Regions from separate parts of the Hordeum vulgare genome. Here region 1 is linked to region 2. A link is a contact called in public Hi-C data. All regions are on one chromosome and are shown on one strand. The core of a region is the stretch at or near the end of the contact, and the rest is flanking DNA. Distances in the headings are between cores, read along the strand shown.

Evidence for each region. A called contact is a pair of places that touch in the nucleus more often than the background predicts.
Region 1: a Hi-C map of seedling shows a contact between it and region 2, with 4 times the contacts expected there. The contact joins the promoter of LOC123426943 here to the promoter of LOC123430389 in region 2. A contact is called at or near these places in 4 of 6 Hi-C or Micro-C datasets (leaf and seedling) and 1 of 1 datasets of contacts at active chromatin or transcription factors (embryo).

The regions. Positions count from the first base shown.
Region 1 is chr2H:516,222,042-516,228,670 of MorexV3_pseudomolecules_assembly, reverse strand. It overlaps LOC123426943 (CRM-domain containing factor CFM2, chloroplastic), which reads left to right and starts at 5,302. Exons shown (of 13, transcript XM_045110864.1): 1 at 5,302-5,940; 2 at 6,434-6,629. The coding sequence starts at 5,323.
Region 2 is chr2H:516,045,292-516,052,032 of MorexV3_pseudomolecules_assembly, reverse strand. LOC123430389 reads right to left here and starts at 3,886. Exons shown (of 2, transcript XM_045114256.1): 1 at 2,427-3,886; 2 at 2,079-2,277. The coding sequence starts at 3,433. The coding sequence ends at 2,480. LOC123426942 (plant UBX domain-containing protein 4-like) reads right to left here. Exons shown (of 4, transcript XM_045110861.1): 3 at 6,032-6,127; 4 at 5,351-5,949. The coding sequence ends at 5,575.

The sequences.
Region 1 (6,629 bases), core at 4,053-6,552, 180 kb before region 2:
TGCATCACCCTTTCCTCTTTAAGGGAAAACCAACGCAAGCTCAAGAGGTAGCAGCTGGTGGGCGACCAGGCGCGGCCGGCGGGGCAGCATGACTGGCATGGCGACACGACATGGTCGGCGGGGATGGGGAACGACTGACGGGCTGGCGTGGTGACACGACGCGGTCGACAGGCGACGGGGCTAGGCGCGGCCTGCATGGCCGGCGCGGCGGCTGGGGGAAGGGGCAACACCGACTGAGCTGAAAGATGGGGCGACATCGGCTGAGCTGAAGGAAGAAGCTCCTATCCCGATTTTATAGTATTTGTCCTACCATAGTTAAAATGGACTCTTAAAATGTTTTTTAATCTTTATTCGGATTTTACAGTTTGTGTTTTTAAGGGATGTGCTAGAGGTGCTATAGCAATGTTCTATGAGAACAAAAGGTCAGACGTATCAAAATTCAAAGGCTGGGATCGTCCTGTTCTTCGTCTACCACCTCCCAACGCCTTAGAGCATCTCCAGACGTTGAGCCCCCTAGTGGCAAAAAATAGCGCCGCTTGGGGATCGGTCGGTGCTAAAAACGGCGTGGGGGGGGGGGCTCGGCTTCTGAGCCGCCCACCCAAGGGCGCCCCCGAGCCGCCACTTTCGGCCCAGTTTCGACGCAAATTTGGCCCAGTTTTGGCCCATATTCGACATTTTTTAGCATAAATTGAACAACAATAGTTATTTTTTATCACATAGTTCATCACAGAAATCAATACAAATAAAAAATAGTTTAACAAGTCAATACAAATCAAAAATCGAGCTAGGCGTTGACCTTCAGCCTCCATAGGTGCTCCACCAAATTGTGCTACAGTTGTTGACGCACCTATGGGTCTCGGATCTCCTGACGCATGTTGAGCAAGGAAGTCCAGGTTGTCGGTAGCTCGTGATCAACTTGGGCACGAGGACCTTGCCTGTAATATGGTTCAATATCAAACACTGGCTCCTCCTGCTCGCTCTCAATGATCATGTTGTGCAAGATAACACAACAAGTCATGACTTCCCACATTTGATCTTTCGACCAAGTCTGAGCGGGGTAGTTAACCGAAGGAGCATGATTTCAACAAGCTTTGCAAAGACATTCGAGCACTGCAGTACGTTGATGTCATTGTGAGTTCTTGGCATACCAAAGAAGGAGTGCCAAATCCAGTGGTCATGTGTATCCACTGCCTCAAGTATCACACTGCAACCTCCTTTGTCGCCTTTGTACATCCCTTGACAAGCAAATGGACAGTTTCCCATTTCCAAAGCATGCAGTCGATACTTCCAAGCATCCCAGGAAATCCTCTTTATCCATTCTATGCTAGGATTCGACCAGTGTCTTCAACATTGGGTGATCGCAAATATTGAGGTCCAAAAACTGCCACCACTACCCTGCAGAACTTGTAGAAACACTCAATGGTGGTGGACTCGGCCATGCGTCCATAGTCTTCGAGAATATCACCGTGAGCTCTGTACGCAAGCATTCTCATAGCTGTTGTGCACTTCTGGAGCAAGGTGAATCCAAGTGTGCCGGTGCAATCCTTTTTGCACTTGAAGTAGTTTGTCGAACTCCCTGATGGAATTCACAATCCTGAGGAAGAACTTCCGGCTCATACGATAACGGAGCCAGAATACTTTGTCGCCGTGCAGAGGAGCGTCTGCGAAGTAGTCGGTGTAGAGCAAGGAATAACCTTCCGGCCGATGCTTGTGCTTTGCGTTCAGCCGGGCCGGCGCCGAGCAACCTCGCCATGGCTCTGCATTGCTCGCGAACAGGCCGACCACAGAGGCAAGGACCATGAGGTGCTCTTCCTCCTCCAGTAGCGCGGCAAACGCCTCCTCGTCGTCGGAGTCCATAGGCCAAGCAAATCGCCGAACACCTGGCGGACGTGGTGGCCGCGCGGCCGCGGAAGTGCCCGGAGCGTCGGGAAAACTCACCAAGAAGCGGGGGGCGAGGGAGGGGAAAATACGCGGTGAAGCCGACGAGTAGATAGCCTTTGTAGCAACGGTAGGCAGATGGGGCGGCACCAGAATCGGCACAACGGTGGAAGGTGTGGTGTGCGAGGGGCGGTTCCGGAGAAGATAATGCTTTTTTCGCGTGACAGGTGTTGGAAATATGCCATAGAGGCAATAATTAATTAGTTATTATTATATTTCCTTGTTCATGATAATCGTTTATTATCCATGCTATAATTGTATTGATTGGAAACTCAAATACATGTCTCGATACATAGAGAACACACTGTCCCTAGTGAGCCACTAGTTGACTAACTCGTTGATCAAAGATGGTCAAGGTTTCCTAGCCATAGACAAGTGTTGTCACTTGATAACGGGATCACATCATTAGGAGAATGATGTGATGGACAAGACCCAAACTATAAATGTAGCATATGACCGCGTCAGTTTATTGCTACTATTTTCTGCATGTCAATGTATCTGTTCCTATGACCATGAGATCATGCAACTCCAGGACACCGGAGGAATACCTTGTGTGTATCAAACATCGCAACGTAACTGGGTGACTATAAAGGTGCTTTACAGGTAGCTCCGAAGGTGTCTGTTGGGTTGGCATGGATCAAGACTGGGATTTCTCACTCTGTGTGACGAAGAGGTATCTCGGGGCCCACTCGGTAATACAACATCACAAACAAGCCTTGCAAGCAATGTGACTAAAGAGTTAGTCACGGGATCTTGTATTACAAAGCGAGTAAAGAGACTTGTTGGTAACGAGATTGAACTAGTATGAAGATACCAACGATCGAATGTCGGACAAGTAACATACCGAAGGATAAAGGGAACAACATACGGGATTAACTGAATACCTGATATAGAGGTTCAACCGATAGAGATCTTCATAGAATATGTAGGAGCCAATATGGACATCCAGGTCCCGCTATTGGTTATTGACCGGGGAGTGTCTCAGGTCATGTCTGCATAGTTCTCGAACCCGCATGGTCTGGACACTTAAGGTTCAGTGATGTTTTGGTATAGTTGAATTATAGGTGTTGGTGACTGAAAGTTGTCCGGAGTCCTGGATGAGATCCTGGACGCCACGAGGAGCTCCAGAATGGCTCGGAGGTAAAGATGGATATATAGGAAGTCCTGTTTTGGTCACCGGAGAGGTTTCGGGCTCATCGGTAGTGTACCGGGAATGCTGAGAGGGTGCGAGGGGACCACCGGGAGGGGTGTGACGACCCTAGGGCTTCATGGGCCAAGAGAGGAGGCTGCCGAAGCCACCCCTAAGGACCCATGCGACTTGAGTGGAAAATAGGGAAACATACAAAAGGTGGAAAATGTTTCCAAGCGGAAGGGGAATCCTACTAGGAGTAGGACTGGAGGAGGACGACTCCTCTCCTCCCACTTTGGTCGACCCAAAGGGGCAGCCCTAGGGATGGCGGCCTCCCTCCTCTCCTCCTATATATACTAGAGCTATTGAGGGTTTTTGAGACACAACAATTGCCACATGCTTCTTCTACTTCTCTCTAGATATGTTTCTCCTCTACTCTAGTTCGGCAGTACTTAGGCGAAGCCCTGCTGGATTAGTTCACAATCACCACCACCACGCCGCTGTGCTGGAGAACTCATCTACCTCTCCGCCCCATCTTGCTGGTTCAAGAAGGCGGGGATTGTCATCGAGTTGTACATGTGCTGAACGCGTAGGTGTCGTCCGTTCGACACTAGATCTGGATGGATCGTGATGGGATCGCGGGACGGATCGTGATGAGATCGCGGGACGAGCTGCGATTTGGATCGCGAAGATGTTCCACCACATCAACCGCGTTATATACGCTTCCGCTTAGCGATCTATAAGGATATGTGGATCCGATCTCCCTCTCGTAGATGATCATCACCATGATAGGTCTTCGCGTGCGTAGGAATTTTTTTGTTTCCCATGCAACGTTCCCCAACAGTGGCATCATGAGCTAGGTTCATGCGTAGACGATATCTCGAGTAGAGCACAAAAGATTTGTGGGCGTTGATGTTCAATTTGCTGCCCTCCTTAGTCTTTTCTTGATTCGGCGACATTGTTGAATTGAAGCGGTCCAGACCAACTTTACTCGTACGCTTACGAGAGACCAATTTCATCGACTGACATGCAACTTGTTGTATAAAGGTTACTGACGGATGTCTGTTTTTTCAACTTTAGTTGAATCGGATTTGACCAAGGCGGTCCTTGGAGAAGGTTAGATATCAATTTGCATATCACCGTTGTGGCTTTGCATAAGTAAGATGTGATCATACTAGATACCCATATCAGTCACGTAAAACACGCAACAACAAATTAGATGACGTCTAACTCGTTTTTGCAGGGTATGCTTATGATGTGATATGACCAATGATATGATATTATATATTGGATGTATGGGATGATCATGTTGTAATAGTTAAATATCAACTTTCACGTCGATGCTACGACAACCGACAGGAGCCATAGAGTTCCGGAGAAGATAATGCTTTTTTTCGCGTGACAGGTGACCCAGCGCGTCGTTTTTTGTTCCACCGACGCCTCCGGGCGCCCCCCAGTGTGCTGGGTTCAGGCTGAGACCGCCGGGGTCCGGTGAAAAATGGCCTCCTGAAATGCGGCTGGGCCGTTTTTCTCCGACCTGCAGAAAAATAAAAGGGAATCGTTTCTGGCCGGTGCGCCGGCCAAACCGTTCGGCCGGCCGCACGCGACCGCGCGCGCCCGTTGACTGGGCATACACCATTTTTTTGTTTAAATTGTTGCAATCAGCGTCATATTTGTTGCAAGCGTTATTTTTTCCTACATTTGTCCAGTAAAAAAGCTGCATATACGTTTGGTTGCAACTCCAGTTCTTCGAATTTTTCGTTACAATCGATGTTTTTTACCTTTGCTACAACCGTGTTAATTTTTGCTACAACCGGCATCATTTTTTGTTGCAAACGTTCACTAAAAAAAGATGCATACACGTCACGTAAATATTTGTTACAACCGACGTTTCACTTTTGCTATCATGTACCATTAGCTTCGTTTTTTTGCTACGATTACGCAGATATTCTTTTGTTACAAATTTTGTTTTTTCTTGCAACCGTTGAAAAAATTGCTGCATCGCATCGAAATTTTACTGCATCGAAAAAAAATGTTACATGAAGATCCAACGATGCAGACGCACGGGGTTGATGGATCGTGTGACCAGCGCGCAACAGGCCTAAAGTTTGGGCCGACGCGCCGGGGCACAGATCACTGCGCAAAATAAAATGATCGGGGAGGCCGTGTTGGGGGCGCGGATGGAGACGCTCTTATCCTCCAGCTCGCGGCTTAAACCCCTCTTTCTCCATCGGTTCCCACCCCACCCTGCCCAAATGCTCCTCCAATTCTCCCCCCATCCGTCCCCTCTCATCCTCTCCCTCCCCGTCGCGACTTCCAGACCCCGCCACCCTCACCCCCGCCTCCCTCCCGTCCGCGCCTCGCCTTCCTCAGAGCCGGAGCTCCTCGCCAAGTCCGCGCTCCGCCGCATCTCCGACAAGCTCCGCAGCCTCGGATATCTCGAGACCTCCCCGGAGGTCCCCATTCCAGCCCTGGCCCAGGACCCGAGAGCCGACGCTCCGTCCCCCGGGGAGATTTTCGTGCCCACCCCGGCCCAGCTCCCTCGCCACCGCGTCGGCTCCACGCTAGACCCCAGCTGGGCCACTGGCGACGGCGAGGCGGACGCAGCGCGGCGCAGGCAGAGGCGGGGGAGGGATGCGGCAGCAGCACCCACGCCGCCGTCCGCTGCGGAGCTTACGCTGCCGCGGGACGAGCTGCGGCGGCTGCAGGGGGTCGGGATCCGGCTGCGTAAGAGGCTCAAGGTGGGGAAGCCCGGCGTCACAGAGGGGATCGTGAACGGGATACACGAGCGATGGCGCAATGCGGAGCTCGTCAAGATCAGGTGCGATGATATCTCCGCCATGAACATGAGGCGCACCCACGAGGTCCTCGAGGTGAGCACCACCCTGTGGAACCTTGCTATGTGTTCCCAGTTCAGGTTTGCTCGCTGCTGCTTGTGCACAGGTGTATCAGTATATGTGAACATGCATTGGCTTTGGAGGTTGAATGCCACTTAATGTTAGTATTTGCCTTTCTGACACTGAAGAATAAGTTGATAAGATGTTTTGTGTACTATACAATGTACATGATTGCACACTCTTGATGTAAAATGTGAAGAATGACATGACGAAATGCTGCTCCCATAACTTTGTAGTCATGCGGTGAAGATGTGAATTTGTATATCTTTGCGTGCTTGAAATAACTCAATCTATGAGTGGATTAGCATGCACATAGTTATCGCTTCACTATATATTTGAATTTGAATTCTAATTCCATTTAACATAAAAAGTTTGTAACAAGAAAAATGCTATATACTTGGAGCCAACTATTTTCATCTCAATGTTGTTTGAAGTGCAATTTTAATGCTCTGTGTGTTTTGGTTGATAGAGGAAAACTGGAGGCTTAGTTATTTGGAGATCTGGAAGCACCATCATTCTGTACAGAGGAACCAACTATAAATATCCTTACTTCCATGACCAGCAAAAGATGGATGATTGTCTCAAGGATGAATCATCAGAGGAGAGCAGTTCCGACGATGATGAAGATCTTGGTTTTTTATCCGTGGAACAATGTGGTAGTGAAG
Region 2 (6,741 bases), core at 2,637-5,136:
CTAGTTGAACTTTGACTAACTTTATTAAAAAAGTGTTAGCATTTATGACATCAAATTAGTATCAATATTTTTGTCTATACATGAAGTTTTCAAATATATCATTTTCATGCCATATATATTGCAACTATTTTCTATAAAGTTGGTCAAATTTGAAAAGGTTTGACTAAGTACAAATCTATATGTACACTTATTTGTGGACGGAGGGAGTTAAACTTAAGCGTCAAATATTTGGAAAATGTTATAATCTTTGGGTATGATGTACTTGCACTAGGTTCTTTCTTTGTATATATTTTATAATTTAAGACCTTACGTACATGCCTTTTTTGACAGAATCCACGCGCGTTTTTACCAATGGACTATACTTTTTTTGTAGTGAATACAAAAAAAAATTTATATATTGTTGTACATGCACTTATAAAATTAATGAACATCAGAAGTACATGAGGGTTTATTTTAAAAACATCTGAACTATTCATCGGATAGTAATTAAGTGTTAATAGTTGAATCTTTTGTTTGAGGATAACAGTTGAATTGATAAGTACAATCTTAATTTGTGTTCATCTATTGCATGTGATGGATATACATATATGCTTTTTTAAATAGACTTAATTTATAAACACGGCCTCCTCAATATCGAACAACACCTCGTCGATGATACCTGAGTGTGGTCGTAGGTACACACCATCAATATGATGAGTCAGAATCAAAATTAGATCAAAATGATAACGTCTCAGGTAAGAAAATCTTTACGATCCATTGCAACGCACGGGCCGTTTTGCTAGTTTAACCAATAAGGGAGACTGCGACTGAAGCAAAAATTATACCAATGAAAATTTCTTTCGAATGCGAATTCAGTAATATAATTTTTGCTCTCGATCGCAGTCCCTCACGTTGACTAAAATTATGTTCGAACTTAAATCTTGAAAATCGTGAATGCACTATATTGTGAAACGAAGGGAGTATACTTATACTCCCTTCGTCCGATAGTAAGTGTATTTTTTCCTTTCGAGTACATGGCAAGGTAAAATAAATCCTACGCGGTCATATGTTTCCTCAATAATCATGATACTCAACATTCCCCACGGTCACAATTGTAGCGACCCACACAATGGGACCGGAGAAGAATTCAAATGTAAGCCGACGGACATTCCTCCATATAGTCGTAACGGTCGATGCATCGTGTAAGTCGTGGCTGGAGTGAAAACCGACAAAGTTGGCCAAACAAGGCGGTATCCTTTTGTGCCGATGTCGAGCTAGCTGAGAGCATAGGACGATGTAGCCATGGTCGAGATAACCGTTCGAGGGACGCCGTGGTCGATGTCAAGTCGGGGTGGCCCGTGTGACCGTGTCGTGGTAGTCACCATGGACCAGAAAGAAGAGCGGCGACGGCGGCGGCCTAAGAAGGCGGCGGCGATGGCAAGGTTAGGAGCACGACGGCGATGTTTGAAGTTGGTGACGAAGAATCCGACAACATGACAAAGACCGGTACGGACGATGACATTTCCACGCCTATAAAAAAGACACGATCCATACAACATAGAAGTCGACGCGTGTGGATGGCCAAGTGAACCGCATGCGGGAGATACAACGACAACGCGCGGGCAGGGGCAACGACGAAAAAGACCTCAGGGCGGCGACAACGTGCCACGCTCGCTATGGCCAAGTAAGGTGACGTCCGGCAGCTCGGGGGTTGGTACAGCCACAAAAACAGCTTGGAGCAGACCGTCTTGATGCGTCGATGGATCGTCGGTCGCTACACTATGACCTGAAGGGGCGACGCAACAGGTAAAATAAATTTGTTCCTACGTCTTCTAGATAATCAATATACCGAAGAGAAATGATCAGGCGTTCAAGCTGTATGAAGTCGATGCCGTAGCTAGGCAGAAGTGTGGTGTTTCATCCTTGGGCAGCAACATAAGCTACAGCGGTGTTTTGGCCTCGACAGCAACGCGAGCTAGTTTGGCGTTTCGGGCTGGGCAGCAACGTAAACTAGTCTGGCGTTTCTTAATTGATCAATAACGCCGCGGATTGTGGCATTTCATAAAAGGTTAGATCGTGAAATTGTTTTCAGACGGATGTATTTTGTGTCCATATTTACTAATAAAATTAGAACAGTGATTTTGTCTCATATCTTACACAAGTTCAGAGAGAGTTCAAATGATCTAAAGCAAAAGCTCTACCTAGCGTAGAACTTCGATTGAACTACTACTCCTTGCACATGCAAACGGATTATTGTGCAAAGATCTGATGGTACCACTGGTGTAGCACAATCCACACTTCGGCCCTGTTCTGCTTTCCTCCGCTCCGCAACTCAGTTCCTGGAGCTGACGGAGCTGATGTTAAAATACACTTAAAATACACGGAGGGGAACGGGTGCTCCGTAAATCCTCTATTTTCACGGAGCAGGAGGATTTCCGAACAGGTACTTCGTCTGAACTCTGAAGTATCCCAACCCCCAAGCAGCAAATGAACAAACACTTTATGTGCAAGGTGACGAGTCCTCGCCATCTGATTCCAGCTTCCACCATGGCTTTCCGTTTGCACTCCCCGCCAGCTCTTCTGAACCATCTCCGTCGCCGTCCTCCTCAAACACCACATCTTCCTCCTCGTCACCTTCATACCTCCACTCCAGCCTCTTAAGCACGTCCCTGTCGCGCCATTTCCCGGACATGGACGGCGCTGCCTTCCTGGCCTTCCCGGCGATCACCTCCGCCCAGGTGAAGCCTGTGTCGGCCCACCTTGCCAGCCCTGACTCGCCGCCAACCACCACCGACCGCACGCCCTTCTCCCTCGCCAGTCGCAGCAGAGGGGAGAGCTCCTCCCGCCCCGAGACCAGCATCAGGCACCCCACGGACCCATCGTCGAGCACCTCCTGGGCGCGCTCCCGGAGGGCAGTCGACGGGTACCTGGAGAGCTCGGCGTGAACTCTGGCTCGGCGCAGCTCGTCCGCGGGAGAGCCGGGGTTCACGCCGGCGGTGAGCTCGCGGGCGGCCTTGCTGTACTTGGAGAGCTTGAGAGACAGGGACGCGGCGAGGCGCACACGGCGGTCGCCGCGGGAGGATTCGATTCGTTCGAGGCGCTTGGCGTGCTCGCGGGTGTGGATGGTGTCGAAGTGGCGGAGCAGCGCGTCGCGGGCGCGGAAGCGGCGGCCGCAGACGCGGCAGAGATTGGTGGCGTCGGCGGACGGATCGGGGGCGGGGAGCCGGTGGCAGGGGTGGAGGAACGCAGCGGAGAAACGCAGGCGGCCGAAGGAGGAGGCGGCGAGGTGGAGGCGGACGGCGGAGTCGTAGAGGGGGAGTTTGGAGGGCGGGCGGGAGGCGGCCAGGTCCCAGAGGACGGCCACGGGGGTTGCCGGAGTGGAGGAGGTGGTGGAGAGGCGGTGCGAGCGTGATGGGAGGAGGCGTCGCCGGAGGTTGTAGAGCGGCCGGGACATGGGAGAGAGAAATCGCACTGGGAGAAGGGAGCTTCAGCGGCGGCGCAGCAACTGCTGATCTGTATTGAGCAGAGAGGGCTTGTGTCAGGACATGAACCCAGGAACTACTGAAGACAGACGACAGATGAGAGAGATTCAGTTAAGCAACGGCTGGGATTGCACGATGTTGTTTCAAGATGGTTCAACGGCTCGGATGGAACCTCATCGTTTCATCAGTGAGTTTAAACCCAGTTATACTATGATGTACTGTGACTGTTATTTACATTTCTGTTTCTTACCGTTGTGAGCTGGACATGGCTTAAAGTCACGCGCCGCAGAGGTCCGAGGGCACACCAAGTTGTAATTCCTAAATTATCTAGCGTAGCGTAGAACCCTAGCTATCGTATTACTAAGACTCAAAACACAATTTTGTTATGTTTTACTCCCTCCGTTCCTAAATATAAGTCTTTTAAGATATTTTACTAAGAGTTTACATACGGAGCAAAATGAGTGAATCTACACTCTAAAGTATGTCTATATACATCCGTATGTAGTTCACTAATGAAACTTTTTAAAGACTTATACTGTATTTAGGAACGGATGGAGTATATATAAAGCAACAATCACAGAAAGTATAGGACCAGACGATATAAAGAGATGGGATGACCCTCAAACAATGCAGATCCCGCAATCATACTACTAAGATGGGGTCTCCTCAAGTCTGATCTACCAGTTTTTACCGAATTCAATCATGAAATTCCCTTGTTCTTGAGTAATTCCATTAGATCAAGTGATTCTAGTAATTTGGTCCCACAGCTTGGGAGTCCGGGTAAGGCTCGGCCTTGCCCAGTGCTACAGATATATAGGACGCGATGGGACGGGTAGTTTTGGTATTTTGAGTAACAATTCATAATGGTGATTTTTTTAAGTCGGAACTCGATTCATTCAAAAAAAAGAGTTCTTGGGTTAATTTTGTGCATAAATGAATGAAAATGGTTAACACACCGGTATGGATAGGGCACCAAATTAACCTGGCTACCTCACCGCAATAAAGGCACACGACGTCAAGAAGAGAAACGTTGTAGAGGTTGTCACTCGGTGCCATCATCACTCCTCCGCGAGTCGCTGAATCCAATTCTACCATCAATGACCACCAACGAAGACCTCACCGCAAGAAACGTCGAGACCCATGCCGGCCTAGGCCAAACACTCCACCACCCACGTCAGTGGCCAATCAACTTTGACTTTGTCGACGAGCATTATAGAAGAAAAGTGATTGTCTGCATAGAGCAAGTACCGGAACCAACCACCAATCTTGTGTCATAGTTGTCGCCAAGGCCCCTCCTCGACAGCTCTAACTTCATAAAGACACGATGTGGCAAGCCACACGATGGCCCTTGGAACACGCTAAGCTGGTCCTGGGCCACTGCGCTAGCATCCCCACAGCAAGCAGCGACGGGACAAGCAAGCCAAGATCACACCAAACCGTTGCCTAAGAAGAAGCCACCGCCATCGCCATCTCCTGGTCTAGGAATCTAGAGCTACAGTTTCCATGGGAGTGCGGGGAAGAAGGGTTTAGGACCTCGAGCTACAACGCCTTCAAGAAGGTAGTGACATTTTGAAGTAACTGTGCAGACTTTCTGTGCTATTTTGCAACACAAAACAGCAGTTTTGAAGGTAGTGACACTTTTGTATCCTACAAAAAAGGGAGATTGGGAAAAATGGCCAAAACTTCAGAGCCTAGCTATACCTAACATTGCTCATTGGAGGCGAGAGCGTTCTGCTGTCATCTGCTAATTCGCTAATTCTAGAATGGAACTGAATCGTCTACCTGGAAGTATAACGAGGTTACTCTACCATAATTTACTGGAACTGAATCTTCTATTTCAATTTCTTAGGATTCAACAGAAGGGAATGAGAACAAGCAAGCCCATCTGATGATAGACAACCAGACATCCATTAATTTTAATAGCCATTCATCGTTTGCTAGCAATATGAATATGAATATAGACTCCACTGACATTTATCGGCAAAACAACCAACACATTAGAGGTTGCATGCAAAGTGCAGTATCTGATGGACATGATAAACCATTCAACAGCACTGATTTAATGATGTCTGGGAAAGACATTCTGTGCGACTGATCCAGCTTGGTGAGAGCACTACATCTTCTGCATGATAACGGAGTTCTTGAGTCCAGCTTGGTCAACAGTCTGTGTAGGGTCAGTCAGCTGCTTGGGCGGGAAGCCAGTCTGCAACTGATAGGGTCGCGCAGCTCCCGGGCGGGATGCATCAATGAAAGACCTGATGTCACCCACGGTGTGGTGAAGGTTAAACCGAGCGACCATGCGAGTGCCGTCCGCCAACCTTAGCTGTATAGATGTAAACGGCTGCGAGTCGTCCACAACTATGCCAATTGACCTGGGAGCACTGTGGGGCTCTTGCGTCACGGGAGCTGGTGCAGGACTCTCATCTGCTGAAGATCCCCCAAGGGTTCTACCAACACCCTGGAAGGATGATCGGGGCCTTGCAGCTTCCTGGATGAACAAAAACAAAAACAAGGTTAGCATATTTAACACTGGTATACTGCCAAATGAACTAGCCTTCTGAAAGGCCTACCTCATAATCTCCATGCCGTTTTATAACATTGACGTGAACAGCTGTCCTTCGATCAGCAGGCTCCAGCTCTTGGGGGCACTGGGACTTCTTGATGCTCTGAAAGTACAAGGCGGGGTAAAATTAGTGTAAACTTCCTTTAACAGCAAACAACCCAGTGTTCACTCCATATGTTTAAATGTTCAATCACAGGGCCAGATGTTGCCCCTGTTACCACACTCAAATAATGCAAAAACTGACTGTGACCTAGGAAATGGAAAACAACAAGTATCCAGATGATCTATGGATGAACCTCAAATTAAGAACACGTGGATTTTATTTTTTGAATAAAACCCATGCCTCAGAAACAGCAGACTTAGGTTAAGAGGGAAGAGTCAATGACAGGAAATGAGTGTATGAGAAAAAAGCGAAGAACCAGAGCAAGTGCACATCCAGTTTTTAATGTTCCTTCTCTGGCGTGGTATTCTGCAGAGTAAAGCGAGATATGTTTCGATTTATGTATTAACACAGGAGTGGGTTCAGGTTCCAGCTTAAGTTTCCACCCAATATGAGTTTCAGATGCCGCATCTAGAAACTACTCTGTCAGGAACTAATTGGAGGTAGTAATAGTGGTAATACTACAAATTTGGTTCAAGGCGGTCTAGTAAAAAAACATGGGACTGTGTAATTACAATTTCGTCATGATGACTTTGGTCATAACGTAAACCGTCCTC